Regions from separate parts of the Xenopus laevis genome. Here region 1 is linked to region 2. The links are chromatin contacts, called in public Hi-C maps. All regions are on one chromosome and are shown on one strand. Each heading gives the region's core, a stretch centred on a gene start, on an enhancer-like site or on the middle of the called end of the contact. The rest is flanking DNA. Distances are from core to core; before and after follow the strand shown. Region 1 holds the start of necab3.L (N-terminal EF-hand calcium-binding protein 1). Region 2 overlaps cbfa2t2.L (CBFA2/RUNX1 translocation partner 2 L homeolog).

Evidence for each region. Hi-C and Micro-C count contacts between places; a contact is called where the count stands out from the background.
Region 1: a contact with region 2 is called in a Hi-C map of the XL177 cell line, with 3 times the contacts expected there. The contact joins the promoter of necab3.L here to the enhancer-like site in region 2. A contact is called at or near these places in 2 of 4 Hi-C or Micro-C datasets (the XL177 cell line and the XTC cell line).

Annotation. Positions count from the first base shown.
Region 1 is chr9_10L:45,374,304-45,379,407 of Xenopus_laevis_v10.1, reverse strand. necab3.L (N-terminal EF-hand calcium-binding protein 1) reads left to right here and starts at 2,955. Exons shown (of 13, transcript XM_041576214.1): 1 at 2,955-3,549. The coding sequence starts at 3,427.
Region 2 is chr9_10L:45,281,159-45,286,126 of Xenopus_laevis_v10.1, reverse strand. cbfa2t2.L (CBFA2/RUNX1 translocation partner 2 L homeolog) reads right to left here. Exons shown (of 11, transcript NM_001086057.1): 11 at 4,894-4,968. Among protein-coding and RNA genes, the nearest start is that of cbfa2t2.L, 28 kb to the right of the region's middle. Within about 2 kb of position 3,631, at least 1 of the 7 cell types and tissues checked has an H3K27ac peak or open chromatin away from gene starts, as enhancers often do.

The sequences.
Region 1 (5,104 bases), core at 1,706-4,205, 94 kb before region 2:
CCTGTTTATTTTCATCCAACAGCTGATAGAATTTTGTGTTCTATTTTGTCACCAATCCATGATATTTTATGTAAAATTATTTGATTTTATAAAGGGATCTGATATGACGAGGGTTTATGTAAGGACTTTTTTTTTATGAAACCAGAAGAGATTGGTAGCTGCCACAAAATGCCTTTGACATATCAGAACACTGGGGAATCAAATAACAAATGGCTTGGTTTGATCAGAATAGTTTTCATCTATTCCACAGGATCTTCTGTGTACAATAAGAATCAGCACAGCAAAGAATTCTGGGATGCATCGGAAGAGTGTTCCCTGCATTTGTCTCAGTGTCACCAAATAATCACTGGGGTCATTTAATTTCGCTCATGTACTGCACTATATGAATCGGTAAATCTGGGTTTGCTGCTTTTCATTAGATATGTGTAGGCATAGCAGTGTCTGCTGCTGAGTCTTCATATAGCAGTTCCCCATAATGCTAAATAATTCAAATGTATTGTATTATTCTATACAGGGAATAATGGATCCAGGTTGTAAGATACAAGGGCATTAGAAGTCATGGTGGAATTCCATCACCATACAAATGCTTAAGGCTGCAGGCTGAGTTGTACAGGTCAGGTAACATCGTAAGATAACAAGTATTAAGCTGGCCATAGACACAACGATCCGATCGTACGAATCGAGGATTCGTACGCTTTTCGGGCTGTGTGTGGAGAGTCCCGACATTTTTCGTCCGGCGGAGATCGCTCGTTTGGACGATCAGACAGGTTAGAAAATTTCTGTCGGCAGACGATAATATCGCTGCGTGTATTGCCAATCGTACGATTTTCAGTGTCACTAGCTTTGTCTATCGTACGGTTGCTGTCGGGCAGAACATCGGCTGATCTGTTCTTTTACTACTTTATTTGGTCGGAATGGTAAGACTTTGATCTGAATGGTTAGTGGCAGGTCGGGAGATGGGAAAGTCCGATCGTACGTAGATTCGTACGATCGGATCTTTGCGTCTATGGCCAGTTTTACTCATGTACCCATACTGTAAATTATAAGGATATTAGAATTAACACATTTCTATTACCATATAAGAGCATAACGGTAAACCAGTGCTTTTCTACAGATCATGGGACCGAGCTGACTTTTGAGATTCCTTTTTTTTTTGATTGAGGAGGAAAAAATTTTTTCCTGACACAAGACACAAGCGATCTCACTAAGTTCAGATTATTGCTGATTACATCACTAAGCACAATTTTTATTTTTGAGGTTAATTTGTGTTTTAAAATGTACCTGGTGTTGTCCCTTAGTGTGATGTCAACCTGTACATAACACCAGCCTATCCCTAGTATTAGACATGAGTTACATGGCTACCTTCTTTCTCTGTTTCAACAAACCTATGGTACCACCATCATCAGGCACTGGGGTTGTTATGGCAGCTCATAATAGTCTCTGTGAAGCTACGGAGCCATGATTAATGACCTACCACATTATTTCCTAAATTGTTCCACTAAGATTTTCCCATTTCATGTCAATGTATTTACTTTGCTACAGTAATACATCATCGTATATATCTCTGTATTGATTGATATCTCCAGTGTCCTTCCCAGCCTTTTCAATATGCATTCACCCTGCAGATATGCAGTATCCTGATCTGACTTTATGACCAGGATATACATATATGTAACATTACCTTTTACTGTCAGACTCAATCTATTTAGCCAGATCAATGATCAAATTCATAATACGCAGTCCCAAATTAGGCTCTTTCTTTTACATTGTTGCTTAAACATTAAATAAGTGATTCTCCCCTATTATGTTTAGTCGTAATGGGATAATATACTAAAACAGGATTAATGGATGGCTCGTCCATTAATCAACACATGGACACATTTATACATAGGGATGGGAGACCACTACATTCCTACAGTGGACCCTGTGCAATTGTTTTGCCCGTATACCTTTGGAGTAAGAGAGTGCATAGTATACTAGGCTTCCTTCCTTCCCTGTGGGGGATCGAAACGTTTTGCCTGCAATGAAAACTACCCTGTGAGTGTTGCTCTTCTTGCAAATATCTACTACTTTTTGGCTGGCACCAGGTCGTTACAGAGTTAACGGAGTGCACCTTTGGACTTAGATAGATAGATAGATAGATGATAGATAGATAGATACCTTCATAGTTAGCTAGCTGGGCAGAGATAGATGATAGATACATACATACATACATACCATCAGAGTTAGCTAGCTCTGCAGAATTAGATGGATGGAAAGATTAGATAGATAGATAGATAGATACCATCAGAGTTAGCTAGCTGGGCAGAATTAGGTGGATAGATATCATCAGCATTAGCGAGCTGGGAGAATTAGATGATAGATCATGGATGGATAGATAGATATCAGCATTAGCTAGCTTTGAGAATTAGATGATAGATAGATATATAGATAGATACCATCAGAGTTAGCTAGCTGGGCAGAATAAGAAGGATAGATAGATAGATATGAGCATTAGCACGCTGGGAAAATTAGATAGATGGATCGGTAGAAAAATACCATCAGAGTTAGCTAGCTGGGCTGAATAAAATGGATAAGTAGATAGATATCATCCGCATTAGCTAGCTGGGAGAATTAGATGGATGGATGGATGTATGGATAGATAGATAGATAGTATCTATCTATCCATCAGCATAAGCTATTTGGGCAGACATAGATAGATGATAGATTTTCTTTAAGGGTACCGAAAAATCAATTGTTCATACATTCTTTGCATCCGAGAAAAATCCATTTGCTGAAATGATTACCTACAGAATTATATTATGCCTGTTGTCACTGCTCTGAATTATGCTTGTGTTGCCATACCATGCTCCAGCTAACCAGAGGTGTAGGTAAGCTTGCAATTGGATCTGTTAAGTGCATAGGGAACGGCAGGGCCAATCGAAATGGAAGAGGAGGGGTCCTATATCCCCTGCAGTAGGGAAGCTGACAAGCAGTTCAATAGCATCTTTGTATCCAATGCACTGTGCATCACTGCAGCGTGTGAGGACCGTGGCATCTACTCTGTAGCTTTGGAAACTCAGCCTTGCATCCCAGGAACTGTTCTTTTTTTACTGTACTCCATCAACAAATTTCTGCTTTGTGCACAGCTCTCTAAGCGCCATATTTTCTTCCTTTTTACATTTTGAAACTGTTTGTGTTTTAAGCCCTGATACCTGTTGTATTTTTTATTACCCCCTATGTAGTGAGCACACAACCCGTTCTATGACCTTGGATCCAGTGCTCTTCCTTCTGACCCCACGTCAGCTTCCTTACCCTGCTTTGCATTAGTTCTTTAGCACTAGAATTTACAGCATCCCTGCCAGCCCGGCACCTTAAAGCACCAGCACAACACCTGTTATTGGCATTACATCTGGAAAAAATCACCAGATCTTCCCCAGCTTCACCATGATGTCCTGTGCAGAGATGATCACTATGTGTCTTCTTTCAGCTAAACACTTGCAGGAGGACGAGAGGAAACAGTTCTCTCCTCCAGAACTCTGCAACCAGGATCTGTCTATATTCCAAGATGTGAGTATAAAAATCACTTTAGAAACTCACTTGACCAATGTATTGAAAGTCTGTATTTATGTATGTGTATATATATATATATATATATATATATATATATATATATATATATATATATATATATATATATATATTTCTTTTTTTTTTCATATTGCTTGTACAATATTGAGCATTAAATAGGAAACATATATGGAAGTAAAAATGGAAGGGAAATGCGAGGAGTAACAGGAAGCCGTACTTTGAAATGTCAAAATGTTAAGGAGCTATTTTTCAACTGCCATAATATTGGAGAGGAAAATTTAGAGTAAGTGCTACCTTTATTGACGAACTTAGATAATTAAAAAATGCAAGCTTATCGAGCTGCATAAGACTTCTGATATGCTGCTAATGTAATTGACTTTGATGTACCACAAACTACAATCATGTTAAGGCACTTTTATTTTTTTATTAAATTTCAGAATCGAGATTCATACTTTTAACTGCTATAATATCAGTGGAGAAAATGAACTACCAATTATTTTTATATTCCATGAACTACCAGAATAATAGAGAACTCTCATGTACCATCAAATTCTGTAACAATAATAACACATATAAAAATGGTATGCCATTAAAGTAATCTAAGAGTAAACTTATTTCAAACAGTCTGTTGGCCCTCATTTAACGTCTTAGAATCTGCCACCATGTTGTACTGTTGCAGGCTTCCAGCACTGATTAGATCAGATATAAATCATGGGTGACCATAAAACATATCCTTTGAGGACAGCTCTCCACTAGCCAGCAAATTAATGTGCCGGTGGATTAATGGAATAGTTTAATACAACCCATTCCAGTGCAGCTGCCTCCACATGTCCGAGTCTCGCAGCTCAGTCAATGTAGACTGCCAGCCCTTCTTCAGTTTCTCAGTGACCACCACCGCACTATACATTATCAGGCTTCAAACAGGAGCAATAGGGTCAGAACTAGACGGAGACATCTGTAATCAGCCAATATACATAAGTCTATAGCACCCCTATCTATTCCACTAATTTAATATTGTGTCAGAATGTTTGTGAATGCTGATTAATTACCTACCTATTACAATAATATCAGGGTACTGTCACATATCATCAGCTGGAAACATGTTAGCGAGCTCTCAATTTCTCTAATGTTGGGGAAATTTCATGTGTCACTGTCAGAATGTTATAGAGCTCTCATTTACTATCCAATGTGAGAATGTTAGTGGGTCCTATTTTTCTGTCATCTCCACTGTCTGCTAGCTTTCACTTATCAACTGCTAGAATGATAGAGATTTATTATATTCTACTGTATGCCAGGCTTTTAAGGGGGTCACACTTATACCATTATAACAGGGGTTCTCTTATCGACCTCTGCTAGAATGATATGGAATGTAGATTTACTATCAGTTGTCAAAATGCCAAGGAGGTTTCACATATCATTACCTGCTGGAATCTAAGGAAGCTATTATTTACAATCAAGTGACAAAATGTTAGTCTTAATATATTATCTTTTGACAGAATTCCACAGTGCTGTCCCTTATGAATATTATTTGACT
Region 2 (4,968 bases), core at 2,382-4,881:
GCAGCTCAACCGGGACTTAAACTCAGTGACCAATAAGGGGAAGTAATGGACAGAAGATTGCTCCCTTTGTGCTCCCGCCCTGCCTTCCCGAAGTCAGCAGTTCTCAGAAAGCAGGGGGGCCCAGCTAATCAAGAAAGTGCGGCGTGGCCGGGCCCCCCTTACCCTCGGGGACCCCCACAACTCTCCCCCCTGTCGGCTGCCCTGGGGTAATCCATTCAGTGTCGGACTGGCCCACCAGGATACCAGGAAAACTCCCGGTGGGCCTCTTGCTTTTAACCATTTGGCCTATTTCATGTTCATTCCCTATTTCTTTATGGGAATAAAGAGGCTTACTAATGGAAGGATAGAGTATAGTATGTAGAGAAAAGAGACTAGGAGAATAAAGAGGTTGAATGAGAAGAGAAGGTATAATAGTTTGGAAAGTGGGCCCTCAGCCTAAAGTTTTCTGGTGGGCCCCTGGCATCCCAGTCCGACACTGAATCCATTAGGGGCCTATTTATCATTCAGTGTAAAAATTGGAGGAAAACATCACCCATACCTCCCAACTGTCCCGTTTTACGCAGGACAGTCCTGATTTTGACAGCTCAGCCCGCAGTCCCGGGTTATTACTGAAATGCCCTGGACTTTCTCTTTGATCTCCTGCACTGAAAAAGATACAAAGTTTCTTAATTAGAGGCTTTTGGCAGAGAGCCCAGACTATATGGCAGCTGCACTTACAGTTGTTAATATTTGTAACATTTTAAGATAAGCAAAGATACAAGTGTAACGTTGCCTTCATTAGCAAAACTGTAATAACACATAAAACATGACCCTAATTTTGTAAAATGGATGTGGTATTTAGGAGGTGTGGCCATAAAATGGGTGTGGTCAAAAGCATTCCCCCACAGGAAATCTTTTTGTCCCTCTTTCTATTTTCCAAATGTTGGGAGGTATGACATCACCAATGAAGCAACCAATCAGCAATTCTCACCTACAAGTTAGAAACCAAAAGCTTAGATCTGATTGGTTGCTATGGGCAGCATCACCGGTGTTGTTTTCCTCCAATTTTTACACAACATGATAAATAGGCCCCTAGATGTATACCTTTACTGTGTCTTTAATAACTAAAAACACAACTTATAAATTCTGTCATAAATTCTAAAACTGACCTTGTAATAGATAATGGATTTTTTTTTATAGAAGAGAGAGTCGTAAATCCTGCTCAGGCACTACTGAGTTTACTTGTAGATGCTGAAGCTCAAGGTAGGGGCCTCATTCTCAATGTCACAGAAGGAAAAGCGTCTAAAAGCACTTTATCTCGGGTCAGGTTAGAAGTGTCTGTCAATAAACTTCAGCTTCAATGTCTCTGTCTCTTAGGGCTCCGGGGGGAAAACTCCATGACAGTTTTGTGCCTAAAGGTGGTCATACACGTGCTCGTGCGTGATTTTTAATGTGCATGCGTGGTTTAACGCGTGTGCCCGTTTTTTTTTTGCCGCAACAGGAAGATTATCCAGGGTGAGGGTCTGGCCCAGCACCTGTCGGTAAAAATCCTTGGATATAGGTCGTCTCGTCGGTCGAGCAGGACTGAAAATGTTAATGGTGCCTGAAAATTGCAACATTAATGCTGAATTGTCAGAAAGAGCTAAATAATTGTTTTTGTTTTTACCTAAATATCTGACGATTCAGCTCTTAACGTTAGTGGACGAAAGATCTTTTGTATGACCAATGGTCGTGGGAAAGATCATCATTGTAGGGTGTATGGCTGCCGGGATTGAGCGAAGACTCAGGCCAGCAGCAAGTGGAGGAAAAGGAAGTCCAGGGTCATGAGGTAAGTATTAAAGGAACAGTAACGTCAAAAAATAAAAGTGTTTTAAAGTAATGAAAATATAATGCAGTGTTGCCCTGCACTGGTAAAACTGGTGTGTTTGCTTATGAAACACTACTATTGTTTATATAAATAAGTTGCTGTGTAGCAATGGGGGCAGCCTTTCAAAGGAGAAAAAGCTCAGGTTACACAGCAGATAGCAAATAAGCTCTGTCTGTCTAATGATGTTATCTGTTATCCATTAGTTAACCTGTGCCATATAGCCGTTTTTCAATTTCCGCCACTGCTCCACAGCAGCTTGTTTATATGAACTATAGTAGTGTTTCTGAAGCAAATAGATCAGTTTTAACAGTGCAGGGCAACACTACATAATATTCTCATTACTTTAAAACACTTACATATTTTGGTGTTACTGTTTCTTTAAGATATGTATTAATGTGTGTGCTCTCATACAGGTCCCATACTGATCTGATACTGATACAGTGTCATGTAACATGATTTTTGTCTGCTAATGCAGAAGTTTTGTCTTTTCTTGTAGCAAGAGAAGCATGGTGTCTGTGTTTCTCCTCTGCCTAAAAGAAAGCTGCAGGCTCACGAGAGATTGAGCTACAGGTCATCCCATCTCTTAAAGGAGAAACAAACCCTCTTCCTCCTCCCCCTCAGCCTAGCTGCCCCCCGGCAAATGCCCCTAACTTTTTACTTACCCCTCCGTGCAGATTCTGTCCAGCGGAGTTCACGGGCTCCATCTTCTTCTCTTCGGGAATCTTCGGAATGTGACCGACGAAGTGGCGCATGCGCTTTTGGAGTAATTTTTTTGTTTATCGGCAACTGCGCATGCGATGAACCTCCTGAAAATTGCCAAGGCGCCGGTCAGATATGTAAATATCTGCTGTATGTACTTTCCATCCCTGTTATAAAATTAGCCACACATGACTACTGTCGATTGTTTCTTTTACACCATAATTGTAGTTCTAGCTATGGGTTTCACATGGTCTGAAGGTGCATACCCAATCTATGCCGTATCTGGAAGGACAGTAGAACAGATCAGGGTCTCTACAGAGACAAATCCTTGACACTTCCCATTTAGTTGGTACATAATTGCCCTGCTGCCCAATAACACATAGGACAGACTATAACAGTCTTCAGAAAGGAACCAGCATCTAATTAGCTAAAATGAATTCAAAGATGGCTGTATTACTTGTTGTAGATGGAAAATGGTAACAGTTTAGGGGATACAGTGGATTGATCCAGGCATATAACAGAATCCTTTATCATAACTGCTTGGTAGTAGCAGGTTTGATCTAAGCTGACCTAATTGGGACTATGGTGATATGTTGTGCCATAGCTAATTAGGCTCCCTAAAGATGTCATGATTGGACTTTAAGTATTTAAGTGGTGGATTCATTTGTATATATAAGGGCTGATGGAAAAAGTCCTTGCCTGGGGAAGTATATTTTTCTCATTACATGGGACAGCTAAAGGCCCCTTTATCTGTCAGGTTCATTTATGTGTGTTGCCTCAGGGGGTCTTTGTCTTATTCAACTATGGGGCTGCTAGAAAGAAGAGCTCAAGTTGAATCAGAACAAAGGGGATAATTATGTGATAATAGTATCCCTTTTAGGCAGGGCAGGTGTGAGGTCCCTTATGCAAATATTTACCTTTACTCAGATGACACCCCCTTTCCATTTATCTTTCAGAAAACAGAAATATTAGCATAGAAATCACAAATTCCCCCTAATAATTCCGAGTTGATTGGGTTGCCTTGGGCAGCAAGCTGTACCTTGTGCACAATTAGCACTTTGTAAGCTTTCTCCAGATCAAATCCCAAAGCACTGGTAAGTAAGAAGGAAATCAACCTTATTCAGGGGTTTCAAAGAAACAACCGACTAAGTAATTAGGCGGTTGGATTGCTGGACCGCATCAATGTACAGATGCGCCCGCCAGGGTTGGGCCAAGGGGTAGGCAAAGTAGGCACGTGCCTAGGGTGCAAAGTTGGGGAGGCGCCAGGCACGTACCTGCTCTTGTCGCCTACCCCATTGTCCGGTCGCATATCTTCTGCGCACAGCGATTCACGCTTCTGCGTGCCAGCGTCAACTCGCGCATGTGCACGCTCAGCCAGCGCTAGGCCGGTTGAGGATTTTTAGTCCTGTCCGATTCACATCTGGCTGACTTTCGGCCAGATATCGATTGGGAAGCCTGTCGGAGGGCCCCATACCCGGCGCCAATAAGCTACAGACTTGGTCTGTTTGCAGCTTTTATCGGCCCATGTATGGCCACCTTAACCCTTGCAGCTATGCTAAACTGGGAGTATGGTCAACAGCTTAATTTCATGGGTCCAGACCACCAAGCAGTGCACACAAGCATGGGTCACCTGAGACTCCCCATCAGGTCTGCACCCCTATAGTTAAACCAATGAGGTACAAAATGTGGTTTGGGACCACACCTATGGTTGCCATCTGGCCGGTAAAAATGATGGTTGATCCCAATGTTATTAATAGGGGAAAATGATAAATATATAGGAAGGCCAGTATTTTTTTCCGGAAAAGGTGGCAACCCTAACCACACCCCTGTCTCATTTTTGGGGGGTCTCGAATTTTAAAAGAAACTGTCATACAACCGTAAAAGTGATATGCGGGTCAGTAAAAACACAATCCGCACATGATTCCAACCCACAAAACCTTAATCTACAAAATGTTACCATTGTAGGATTCGCACCCAACTTGTACCCGCATCTTTTTGGTCTGTACACTACTTCTGTGTGCACCTCTGGTTCCAAGACAGGGACTTTTCGGGAGCAGTGTACATCCCTGGTCTGACCTGCACCCAACCATAATCTGTAATAGCTAACCAAATTTCAACCTGTACCTGCCCAACCGATGGTCAACCCACGGGTCACCGTGGGTTATGGGTCAACCCACACATCACTAAACCATATCTATGGAGATTGCATGCTGGAGCTATGAAAGCCTATTAGAGGGACACAACCTGCCCATGGGCCTCCCTGTAGAAGCACAATAAATGAACTCTGTTGAGTTTACCAGCCATTGGCTACATTCTGTTTTCTTCCCATGGAAAAGGAACCCAGTGGATACTGGTAAAATGAACTTTATTGAATAAACTCCATAATAAATGATTAGTATATCTGTAATCTGTACAGGACTCAC